Regions from separate parts of the Sus scrofa genome. Here all the other regions are linked to region 2. A link is a contact called in public Hi-C and promoter capture Hi-C data. All regions are on one chromosome and are shown on one strand. Each heading gives the region's core, a stretch centred on a gene start, on an enhancer-like site or on the middle of the called end of the contact. The rest is flanking DNA. Distances are from core to core; before and after follow the strand shown.

Region 1 (2,700 bases), core at 175-2,674, 370 kb after region 2:
TCCTTGACAAAGGTCATTTCTAATCTCACATTCTGAGATACATTTTGCACAAGGCTGGTTAACCATAGGAAGTATTACTGCCAAGCCCAAGTGTTTCAAGGCTGAAGGGGACACCACAGCTACTGTGTAAATAATTCAGGTCCTTAGCAAAAGAAGGGGAAGTGCCAAGACCTGCCCACCAACCTGGCTGAAGAGCTCGGGATAGCGACGCCCTGTTAGATGTCAGCCATAATAATAACAGCTAACAAGGTAGAACTTAGCTTGTACCAGGCACTGCATTAAGAGCTTTAGTCTCACACAACACTTTCAGGTTTGAACTATTATCACCTCCACATTACAGATGAAGAAACTGAGGCATAGACAGGTGAAGTAACTTTCCCAAGACTATTCTAAGACACAGACATAGCAAAAGTCCTCTTCCACACTCCAGGGTAGAAAGTGGTGATAGCTGGGTAGTACATGAACTGCTTAAAAATAAGTTTCTGCTAATTCATCCAAGACAACTACTGTTGTGCAGTTCTCACATCCTCACCCAGTGCTGGAAGGAAGCACGGTTCAGGCATTAAATGGAGCAAAAGCCCTCTAGGAACAAGAAGCTCCGTTTCAGCAACTTTCAGCTCATGATGTTGCCGCTGATAGGACAAGCGCGATTCTTCCGCGTGACAAAGCCCAAGGGAAACCGACTTGGTAGAAACCTCCACACTCAGAAAAACGCTCACCCGTTTCTGGCTATGAGGCACCAAGGTTCACCTTAACCCCTTGGTGTCCACCTCCCCCGCTTCTATCTCAGGAGCCTCTGGCCGCACAGTTTAAACCATGCAGCCGCCAGCACTGGGTGAGGCGCGCGAAACCTCGGCCGCCGCCCCGCGCACCCGAAGCTGGATTCTCCGCGGTGAAGTGACCAGCAGCTCTGCAAGACCAGACCTGCAGTGCCCGACACCCGAGTAAAGGGGCTGCGCCCCAGGACAGGTGGCACCTCCCCGGCAGTGGTTCCAAGAACTTTCGCCCAAAAGCTACCAAGAAGACCGAAGTCAGGGTCAACAGCGCGAGTGGCAGCCGGTCTGGGCTGTAGTGACACTGCTTACCTGCGCCGCGCTCAAGCGCCCAGTGCGCCCGCGAGCGCCCAGAGTGCCCGGGGCCAGACAGCGCGTAGAGCACGCCGCGGGCACCGGGATGGGGTGGGGCCCAGCTCCGGCCTGGTGGGTGAAGGTGGAGAGGAGCCAGCCCGGGAAAGTGTCCCGCTCCGAGGCGGCTAATGGGGTTGTCCAGTCAGGGAAAGTCTAGCAGAGCAGAGGGGCTGCAGGCCAGCCATCTACACTCACCTCGGCGCCCAGCTCAGGCTCAACCCGCTAGGCTGCAGAGCGAACCACGGCTACAGCTGCCGCGGCCGCGGCTGTGGGGGCGGCTCCCCGAGGAGGGGCGGGGCGTGGGCGTGGAGAGGCCTGGGAGGCCACGTGGGCGGGAGGCGGGCCCGGGACCCTAGCTGGCGCCCAAGCCGGGTGGCTGGAGACCCGGACGCACTGACTCGCGCCTGCCGCTCAGCACTCCTCGCCTCAAGCCCAGAGGAGATCCTGGAGAAGGCTAGGGAGGGAAGAGGAGAGATCTGGCCTCCGGGGCATCCCTCAACACCTAGTTCGGAAAGAATTTAACGTCAGGGTGTGCAGCCGGATCCCTGCTCCTGCGTTCCCTGGGGCGGCTCTCAAGACAGGTGTCAGAGCGAGAGGGGACTGTGGCGACCAGCCGAGAGTAGCAGGGGCTGCCCTGGAGGGTGAGGGCGGGCGCCTGTGGTTGAAGCTCCAGCTCCGCCGACAGGCCGACCTGGGGCGTGTCGGGTCCTGCCCAAGCCTCACTTTTCCTTATCTGTAGGGGTGAGAACGAGGACGAATCCCCGCGACTAGCAAGTTCGTAGGAAACGCTGAGCTTTAAAGAGCCGCAGCTGGCAGTGGCCTGAGTCCTCCGTGATGAAATAGGGCAATCCAAATACTAAAACTAATCGCTGTATTCATTCACTCAACAGATAAACGCCTATAGTCCTCAGGACCCCAAAAGATCAGGAAAGCCCTACACTCTAGTTATGGGCCCTTATGAAAGTATAAAACGGTGAAGATAAAAATAAAAAATTCGTCAGTTGCTTTTGTGCGCCAGTCATGCATTTTTATGTGCTTATCTACTTTAATATTCACAACAGCCTTGTGAGGTATAGGGGTTTTGTGGACTCACTTCTCAGATGAAGAAACTGAAGCTTAGAAAGATGAAGGCAGCCTGGAGAGCTCTTGTCAGGCCTAGGCACCAATAAGTGGACGGATTAGGCTCTGAGTGGACTGCCTCACTCTCTTCACCGGGTGAGCTCTAACCACCACCCCCTCATTCCACCTCACAGGTGTGTGTGGGGGGGTGTTGAGGGCTTCCTGGGAGAGACCTATCCTAGCAACAGCCACTGGGCTGTAAATCTCCCAGCCTGGGCCCCTGTGACTGGCATGAGGAGTTCAGTCAGAACTTGCTCCAGCACAAACGAGACTTTCTTCATTACAATCCCTGTCTCTCTTTGCAGTTACTTGGCCTCATAGTGCTGGGTGGCCTCTTCCTAACCCACAGCCCAACTTTGGGGCCAGAAATCGAGCATCTTGAGCAAACCAGCAAACCAACAGCTGCAACTTCATTCCACTACTTTGACCCCAAATCCAGTGCCTCGTGAGCCCT
Region 2 (2,700 bases), core at 187-2,686:
CTTCATGTAACTCTTCCCACATTGGTTCCAAAAACTAGACTGGACTTTAAATTTTTTTTAAGTTCTCTCATCTGCAAAATCAAATTGGTGAATCTTGGGCATAAGCTAACCTCTATTTTTTTTCCAGAGGGAAATTACTGCACCAAGAACCTACCTACCTTCCCAATTTTCTCAAATTCGAGAAAAAACATACTAAAGTTTGGATTTAGAAAGCCCTAACGCCTCAAAAATGAGAAAAAAAAATCTACATGGAAATGAAGTGTGATGGAAAATAAGTGTTGCATGAATCACATCTAACGGAGATTTCTAAACAAGAGAAGACGCTGACATCGAGCAAATTTCAAGTAGACAGATAGCTGAAGAATTTCCACAGGGAGAAGCACTTGTGGTCCTCTCAACGCAGTGGCCTTGGAGTAAGCCCCAGATTCCACGGCCACGGGTAATTTCCACCGTGAGACTTCTCAGAAGCATCCTTAGGAGGACACATCGGCTTCTCTGCCTTCAGGGGCTGGGAGGGAGGGGCGCCGAGCACCATCTTTCCTCTCTGGGAGCTGCAGCCTTATAGACACGCTTCAAACCTGAACTACTTCCAACTTCCACCGGGAGGGGGGAAGCAGGAGAGCGTGGTTTCCACCGCTTTCGTCTCGCACCAAAGCGCAGCTGCTGGGCGGCCGTGGCAGTGAGGGGAGAGGCGGCCGGCGCTGCATGCGTGTTTACGTGTCTCGGATGGGTGTGGGAAGGAAACAGAGAGGTTCTAATGAAAAGATGGAGGGGAGAGAGAGAGGGGTTGGGGAAGAGGGGAAGCACCACCTTTCTTTTCTCTGCTCTTCCTGGGGATCTGAAAACTCCTCCTAACAGGTCTTTCGGGCTCTTCGGGGCCTTTGGGCAGAGCGGCCGCGCCCGCCTCAGAGGAGTCCTGAGGCTGCTCGTGGCAGAGGCTCGGGGCGGCCTCAGCAGCCGCGCTCTCCTCAGGCCCGGTGCCGCCGCCGGGCTCCGCGATGCTGACGCCGCCGCCATTTTGTGGGGTGGACTCAAGCTCCGGAAGCGCCTGCTTCATCTCGTCGTCTCCGCCGCCGCCACCACTTTCCCAGCTCGCGTCCGTCGGCGGAGAGGCCTCCGCCTCCGCTGCAGTCGCCATCCCGCCGGCGTGAGGAGCTCCGGGAACCTTCTGTCGACAAGGTCGACGGGGGTGGGGGGAAGGGGCGGCGGGCCGGCCTCGCCGCCGAGCTGCTCTCAGCCCACCCACCCCCTTCCCCCCGTGGCCGCGGGCCGCAATCCCGGGCCAGCAGCCTCTCAGGGGCCCCGAAGCGGGCGCCCCAACCGTGCCGCCCAAACCCCGGAGCCGCTCCTCTCTCGGGCAGTTCTTTGGCCGGCCCCCGCCACTCAACGTGCTGGCGTCGGGGCCGGGAGGGGGCGGGGACATCGCGGAACCCTCAGCCAATGGGGGCGCGGCGCCCGCCTCCGCGGGTGCGGATGGACGGCGCCCAGGGGCGGAGCCTCAGGAAGCTCGAGCCCGCCAAAAGGGGCAACCGCAACGCCCAGAGAGTACCTCGACGCCCCGGCGCGCTGCGGGGTGGATGGGCCTCCCGGCTAGCTGAACGATCCCGGACAGTGCTTGGCCAGCGCCGCCGGCGAGGGCGAGGGCGAAGGAGGCGCGCAGAGCCAGGTCCTGGGGACGCAGGCTTCGCCTTTTTCTGGGCAAGATTACCCCGTTTCTCCGCGCAGGATTTACTTTGGCCAAAAGAGAATAGAGGCAATGGTTGTGGGACGATCCCGGCTTTGTGAAATATTTGCGTGCATATAAAGGCCTGGAGTAATGATAAGCAAGTGGGCTGCAGCGATAAGAGCCTGAAAGCCTCGGGGGGGCCTGCTTCACCTACCTGCCGTTCTACCGGATTTTGCATCTTTACAACAGATTACTCCCACCTGTCCCCCCCCCCTTTTATCTTACTAGGTTGTAACCTGTGGCACGCCTCCAGCAAGGGTCAATACCTCGGATCCTTTGATAAGACTTCCACAGCTGAATGTTAACAGGATTTGGTTCTGCAGAGCTTGAGGAAAGAAGTGCTGCTGGCTCTTAGATTTCGTGTTTCAGTTTTCTCATAGTGTATACTAAAAAATATAATCGTTTGCCGCCACGTTAAAAAAACACGCGGAAAAAAAAAAAAACCCACAGCAGGTGATCGCTTTCTCTTCACAGTCGAGTAAAAGACCTTTAAATAGCTTATGCTAATTGGGTTGAAACTACTATTTATTTGGTTTACAGTGAATACAGTATATCTTGGGTTCTTTCTACATGCTAATCACCCCACAAAGCAATTCACATATATTACGTATATTTAATCCTCACAACAACATATTAGGGAGATACTATCATGCACAACTTAAAATAAGTATTGCAATTAGGAGAATGGGATTAACAGATGCACAGTACTATGCATAAACAAGGATTTACCGCATAGCACATGGAACTACATTCAGTATCTGGTAATAACCTATAATGGAAAAGAATGGGAAGCTGTACACCTGAAACTAACACAATATTGTAAAAATAAAAAATAAATAAAAAGTGTTGCAAGAGTTGAACAAATTAACAAAATCATAATTTGAGGCCAGATCTATTTAACTCCAAATAAAGTACTTTCCCTCCATTCCTCTCTTTCTTTTTTTTGTCTTTTATCCTTTTAGGGCCACACCTGA
Region 3 (2,700 bases), core at 169-2,668, 450 kb after region 2:
GAAGAAAGTGAGCTGGAAGCACCAGCCTGTACCCAGAAAGGGGATCTAGGCCTTGACTTCTTGAGACAGTTCAGAGCACCTCACAAGAGGTGGGTGGATGTTGCTCTAAGCAAACCACCCCCATACCCATCCCTCAGAGCAGCAGTGCTAGGGGATACTGGGAAATCTCTATTCCCATTTTCCAGGTGAAGAAACTGAGGATCATGGCTGCCCAGAAGAAGAGCCAAGGGCATGTCTGTGGCTGCCTGAGTGAAAAGCCGGTGTCCTCCCCACAAAGCTGAAGGCTGGCCCTGGCTTGGATGGGAGGGGGTGGGACAGACGGATGCAGTCTCACGGTCCTACAGTGGCCCCAGCCCAGGAGACCTTGTGGGTACCGGGGACGGCAGCGTCCCCGCATACACACCCCTCCCCAGGACACACCGCCCAGATGGTGTCAAAGAAGCATTCAGTTAGGGGCAGAGGGCTCCATGCACACGGCGAAAGTCGGTGCTTGGGCACCCGACCGAGGTGACAAACTCATTCTTTCCTTTGACCATGAAAATATCCGCAACTCAAGCTGGGGCGGGGTGAGGGTGGAGGGTCATCCCTGAGACCTTTCTTTAAGCAAAGGGCTGAACATCGGAGCAAAATTTACCAGAAAGACAGGAGCCGACGGTGGGGTGAAGGCGACCCAACCAAGAAGGAACAAAGCGGTCCCGAGAGGGAGACGCACTCCTCCCCAAACTCAGGGGCCCCTCCCTGGCAGTCCCGGGCCTTTGCAGAGCTATGGACCGGAGGTCGAGGAAAACCCTCCACTCCAGCTCCGAAGCGTTCTCCCCGCCATCCGGACAGCTCTAAGGATCCCAGCCCTGGGGCGCACTGCCCCGGGCCCGGAACAAAGGGTGGGGCGCTCTCCCCTAGCCCACCGCCGGGCGCCCCTCTAGCCCGCCCTCCGGGAGCCGGACCCCGGTCGTTGGCAGCGCCTCATTAGCAACACAAAGCCGGGGGTCTAGCGGCCTCTTTCATCCCAGCCGGGGCAGGCAGACGCGCGCCCCGTGAGGGAGGCAGGAGGGCGGGAGCAGCCAGGATCCCAACCCCGCCGAATACTCCGCGGAGAGCAGGCAAGTCCGCGCGGGCTCCACTGCCCGCGAGCACCTGTGCCCCCGCGCTTTGAGGGACAGTGAGAAACTTTCTCGCTGTCCTTTTCTTACCCTCCAGCCGCAGGTGTCGCCGCCCCGAGCTCTGCTGGAGCCACCTGCGGCCACGGCCAATTGCGAGCCGTTGAGGCAGGCGTTGACGGTGAAGAAGACAGAGCAGAGCTGCAACCACGGGGCCATGGCCGTGCGCTCGCCCAGCCCGGCCCGGCGCTACTTTGCGCCCCGGCAGCCTGCAGCTGGCCAGCCGCGAGTGGGCGGTGGCGCCGACCGCCGAGGCTGAGCAGGCTGCACTACAGAGCATGCGCCCCGGACCCTAGCCCCGCCCCTTCTCCCCGGGTCCGACCCCCAGCCTCGACCCTCAGGTTTTGGCCCAGCCCCTGAGGTCTAGCCCTCTTTGGCCCCGCCCTGACCTCTAAGCACAGCCCTACAGCCGGTGTCCGAGTAAACTGTTTCAGAGGCCGGCAGCTGCAGTTTTTCCCCCTCACCTGAGAGGTTTTGTTTTGTTTTGTTTCTGTCTTTTTAGGGCCGCACCTGCGGCATATGGAGGTTCCCAGGCTAGGGGTCGAATAGGAGTGCAGCCACCGGCCTACACCATAGCCACAGGAACACCAGATCCAAGCCGCGTCTGCGACCTACAGCACAGCTCACCGCAGCGCCACTGAGCGAGGCCAGGAATCTAACCTGCTAACTCCCAGATGCTAGTCAGATTCGTTTCCGCTGAGCCAGGAGCGGAACTGTTTTTTTGTTTTTGTTTGTTTTGTTTTTAATCCAAAGGTTTGTCCAGGTGATACCTACTCCCTGCAAAACTTGGGAAAACACAAAGGATATGATTACAATAGTTTTAATAATAACTTACAAGCACCTATGATTTGCCAGGTCTTCTCTTGTATCCTCCCAAACACACCTGAAAGTGGCAGTATTATTGTTATTCCAGTTTTCTGCGCAGAAAAGCTAGGGTAATGTGGTGGTTTGAGAAATCCTGTTGGGGGCCTTGGACAAAGAACTTGCTCTCTCCCCATTCCTGTACCCACCCACTGAGTACTGGAGTAACAGGAGTTAAATGTCCTAGTCTGGGGAAGATTATATTGGTTAATCCATAGCAAACACTCAAATGCTAATCTGTTAACTGACTTGCATAAAGTCACACAGCTAGCATCTGCCAGACCTGAGATTCAAATCCAAACTGGCAAAAACAATACTCTTAACCACTATGCTTGTCTAAATTACTCTTGGGAAGTGAGTAGTGCCTCTGGAAGAAGAAGCTGAGAAGTGGAGTGGCCCAAATCATACAACTTTGCCACAAGCCCCTTCCCCCTTTGACTTATATCTGTGCTCTTGAATCCCACCTCTTCACCCTCTCCACTGCCCCCGCCCTCATTTCTGCTACCACCTCCTCCTCTACAACATCCAAAGGGCTTCTTTTTTTGTTTCCATTTTTTCCCAAATACAATGTATTTCTCCACACTGGTTTCAGAGTGATCTTCAAAAAGATGTCAGACCATTGCCTGTTCCTGATTTAAAATTTTCCACGGTGGCTTTTATTCAATGGCCATTTAGAATAAAA
Region 4 (2,700 bases), core at 140-2,639, 280 kb after region 2:
TCAGGGATACTAGTCAGGTTTGTAACATGCCAAGCCACAACAGGAACTCCTAACTCATTTTTGAAAATACACTTCTACATACAGATTCACTCTTTGATATGCAGGTGTGAGTTTTGACCAGCACTCACAGGTGGATCCCCATTGCCACAATCAAACAGCTGCCCCATCACCCCCAAATCCCTTGTGCAGCCCCTATGTAGTCAGACCCTCCTCCCACCCCACTTCCTGGCAATCATTGATCTGCTTTCTGTCCTATAATCTTGCCCCTTCCAAAATGTCACATAAGTGGGATCATGCGGCAGGTAGTCTTTTTCACCTGCCTTTCCCTCCCATAGAGCCACTTAGTCACCTGTGGTGCTCGGAGCAGCAGTGGCTCCTTCCTTTCTATCATTTTCCCCCTGAAGGAAATCTCTTCATTCAGGGACAGGGTCACAGAAAACAACAATGGGCTTGCCACCTTCTTCACCCCCTGACAATTTAACCACAACTTTTTAGAACCGATTACAGCTTGGGAAGGAGCAGAGGAGGAGGAGCCCATGGTCCCCCTGCCTGGCTATGTCTGTAACCAAATCCTGAGCTCTGTGCACACCCCTGACTCAGCCTCTCCCTGAGGTCGCTTATCTGCAAAATGGTCAGTAATACCCAAACTTCCCCAAAGGAGACGCTGGCTTGGGGTTGTTGACTCAGAAAGTGGGGGCTGTCTGGGAATCAGGACTGCCTGTCAGGAGATGGCAACAACCTGGGGCACTGCTTCAGAGCAGCAGCAGTGGGGGTGGCAGCTGGTTGGCCAAGCTCTTCAGAGGAGCGAGCGGGTGAGAAAGAAGTGGAGAGAAAAAGAGCACGGAACCCTCTTGACAATGTTGGGAGAAAAACAGGGTGGTTATGGCTGTTGTAATACTAATAATAATCATCACTATGGTCCAGAGATTGTGAACACTTACACACCTGGGCCAGGTGATGTTTAAAACTGGTGTGCCATAGGAGTTCCCGTCATGGCTCAGCAGAAACAAATCTGAGTAGTATCCATGAGGATGCATGTTCGATCCCTGACCTTGCTCAGTGGGTTAAGGATACAGTGTTGCCGTGGCTGTGGCATAGGCCAGTGGCTATACCTCCAACTGTACCCCTAGCCTGGGAACCTCCATATGTCATGGCTGCGACCCTAAAAAGACAAAAAGCAAAAACCTGGTGCCACCATCTCATATAATCTGCACAACAACTTGAGGGGTAGGTTCTGTTAACACCACATCTCGCAGAGCAGGAGCCTGGAGCCCAGGACGCGTGCACAGTGTGCCAGCAGGTGAGGAAGCTCAGCTCTGAGTCCAGGGCTCAGCCTCCCAGCCCTGCCAACCATCAGTAGCTGAGCTGAGCTGAGCTGCTGGCAATGTGAAGGCCCAGCGGGAGCCAGGGAAGGAAGTGCTTGGCAAAGGAGGGAAGGAGCCATGGGAAAGGGAGCTAGAAGAGGAAGGAACCCCGGGAACGTGGGTGGATAATGCCCCAGGCATGCTCTTAGCTACAAGCTGCTATGCCAGAGGCTGGCTTCATTCTTTCAGCAGCAGAACCCATGTGTCAAACCTGATCAGACTCAAAACTCAAGAAATAAACCTGGCAGAAGCAGACTGGCTCTCGTTGAAGGGAAGGAGAAGAAGGAACCAGACCCACCAACCTCCCCCAACTTCTAAATCTCCATCCTCATAGCCACTAAGGAAGGGAACTTCCAAGGAATGCAGGACTCCTTTGGGCTTCCACTCTCAGATGTATGCTCCCTGAGAGCTGGTCGTTCTTCCTCTCTTTCTTTCCCTCTTTTTCTTTCTTTCCTTCCTTCCTTTCTTTTCCTTCTTTCCTCCCTTCCTTTTCTTTCTTTCCTTCCTTCCTTTCTCCTTTCAAATATTCAAATAATAGCACACTCAAAACTAAAATTAGCCAGAGGTGCACTGCGTCTTGTATCTGCCCCACACTGGGACATACTTGGGACTCAATAAATGGGGGATGGGCAGGTCTGGGCAACACCTCAGCAGAGTCAAATGTGGATCCCCCCTCACTACCTAAATGACCCTCAGCAAGGATCTGACCCTCACAAAGCCTCAGAAGCCCCAGCAGTTCCCCCACATCTTGTGATTTTTAAGAGGCTTAATCAAGCGGACGCTTATAAGAGCCCTTCAGCACAGTGCCTGGCAAATAGTGAAAGCATGGTAAATGTTACCTAACATTATTATTAATAGCATCAATAGGATTAAAAGTGTGGTGGGGTAATGGGGGATGCTTCAATAAAACAAAAAATTTTTTTAATGTGATGGGGAAAAACAAAAGATCCACTGGAAGGAATTTAAATGTCCCCAAGAAAAGCACAGTGCCCTGCATGTCCCAATGTACCCTCCCAGCTGGCCTGTGAATGCTCTGGTTTTTGTACCCATCTCTATCGTTTTTGTACCAATGGGAGGAAGGGCCCGGACCATGGAGGTGAGAAGGTCATGAGTTTGACGAGCAAGGCTCATCTGGAGCCAAGTGTTTATTAATTGGTGTTTATACATGTCGTGCCCATCTGGCTCCGATTCTGTCTGAACCTGTGCTCTAAAAAGCTGTACACCTCCCCCTAATGATTTCTCTAAGGCTTCAGATGCACAGACAGCAGTAGACACAGCACAGACGTTGCAGCTCTAAAGGGGTAAAGTCCCCTCCTTGAGTGCTCAGAGTTATATC

Evidence for each region. Promoter capture Hi-C pulls out the DNA fragments that hold promoters and counts their contacts. Hi-C and Micro-C count contacts between places; a contact is called where the count stands out from the background.
Region 1: a contact with region 2 is called in a Hi-C map of epiblast stem cells, with 2.0 times the contacts expected there. The contact joins the promoter of ARHGEF3 here to the promoter of FAM208A in region 2. A contact is called at or near these places in 2 of 5 promoter capture datasets (fetal liver and liver) and 1 of 47 Hi-C or Micro-C datasets (epiblast stem cells).
Region 3: a promoter capture Hi-C map of liver shows a contact between it and region 2, with 4 times the contacts expected there. The contact joins the promoter of IL17RD here to the promoter of FAM208A in region 2. A contact is called at or near these places in 2 of 5 promoter capture datasets (fetal liver and liver), 3 of 47 Hi-C or Micro-C datasets (embryonic fibroblasts, retroperitoneal adipose tissue and subcutaneous adipose tissue) and 1 of 2 datasets of contacts at active chromatin or transcription factors (skeletal muscle).
Region 4: a Hi-C map of omental adipose tissue shows a contact between it and region 2, with 2.1 times the contacts expected there. The contact joins the enhancer-like site here to the promoter of FAM208A in region 2. A contact is called at or near these places in 3 of 5 promoter capture datasets (fetal liver, fetal skeletal muscle and liver), 5 of 47 Hi-C or Micro-C datasets (embryonic fibroblasts, liver, omental adipose tissue and 2 more) and 1 of 2 datasets of contacts at active chromatin or transcription factors (skeletal muscle).

The regions. Positions count from the first base shown.
Region 1 is chr13:38,924,175-38,926,874 of Sscrofa11.1, forward strand. It overlaps ARHGEF3 (rho guanine nucleotide exchange factor 3), which reads right to left and starts at 1,425. Exons shown (of 13, transcript XM_021068992.1): 1 at 1,323-1,425.
Region 2 is chr13:38,555,820-38,558,519 of Sscrofa11.1, forward strand. It overlaps FAM208A (protein TASOR), which reads right to left and starts at 1,437. Exons shown (of 24, transcript XM_003358482.4): 1 at 811-1,437. The coding sequence starts at 1,423.
Region 3 is chr13:39,005,303-39,008,002 of Sscrofa11.1, forward strand. It overlaps IL17RD (interleukin-17 receptor D), which reads right to left and starts at 1,419. Exons shown (of 13, transcript XM_021068996.1): 1 at 1,191-1,419. The coding sequence starts at 1,316.
Region 4 is chr13:38,832,437-38,835,136 of Sscrofa11.1, forward strand. The region is part of intron 2 of ARHGEF3 (rho guanine nucleotide exchange factor 3); the gene reads right to left. Among named protein-coding and RNA genes, the nearest start is that of ARHGEF3, 92 kb to the right of the region's middle. Within about 2 kb of position 1,390, at least 5 of the 83 cell types and tissues checked have an H3K27ac peak or open chromatin away from gene starts, as enhancers often do. A contact at or near this core is called in omental adipose tissue and retroperitoneal adipose tissue, where this site is marked.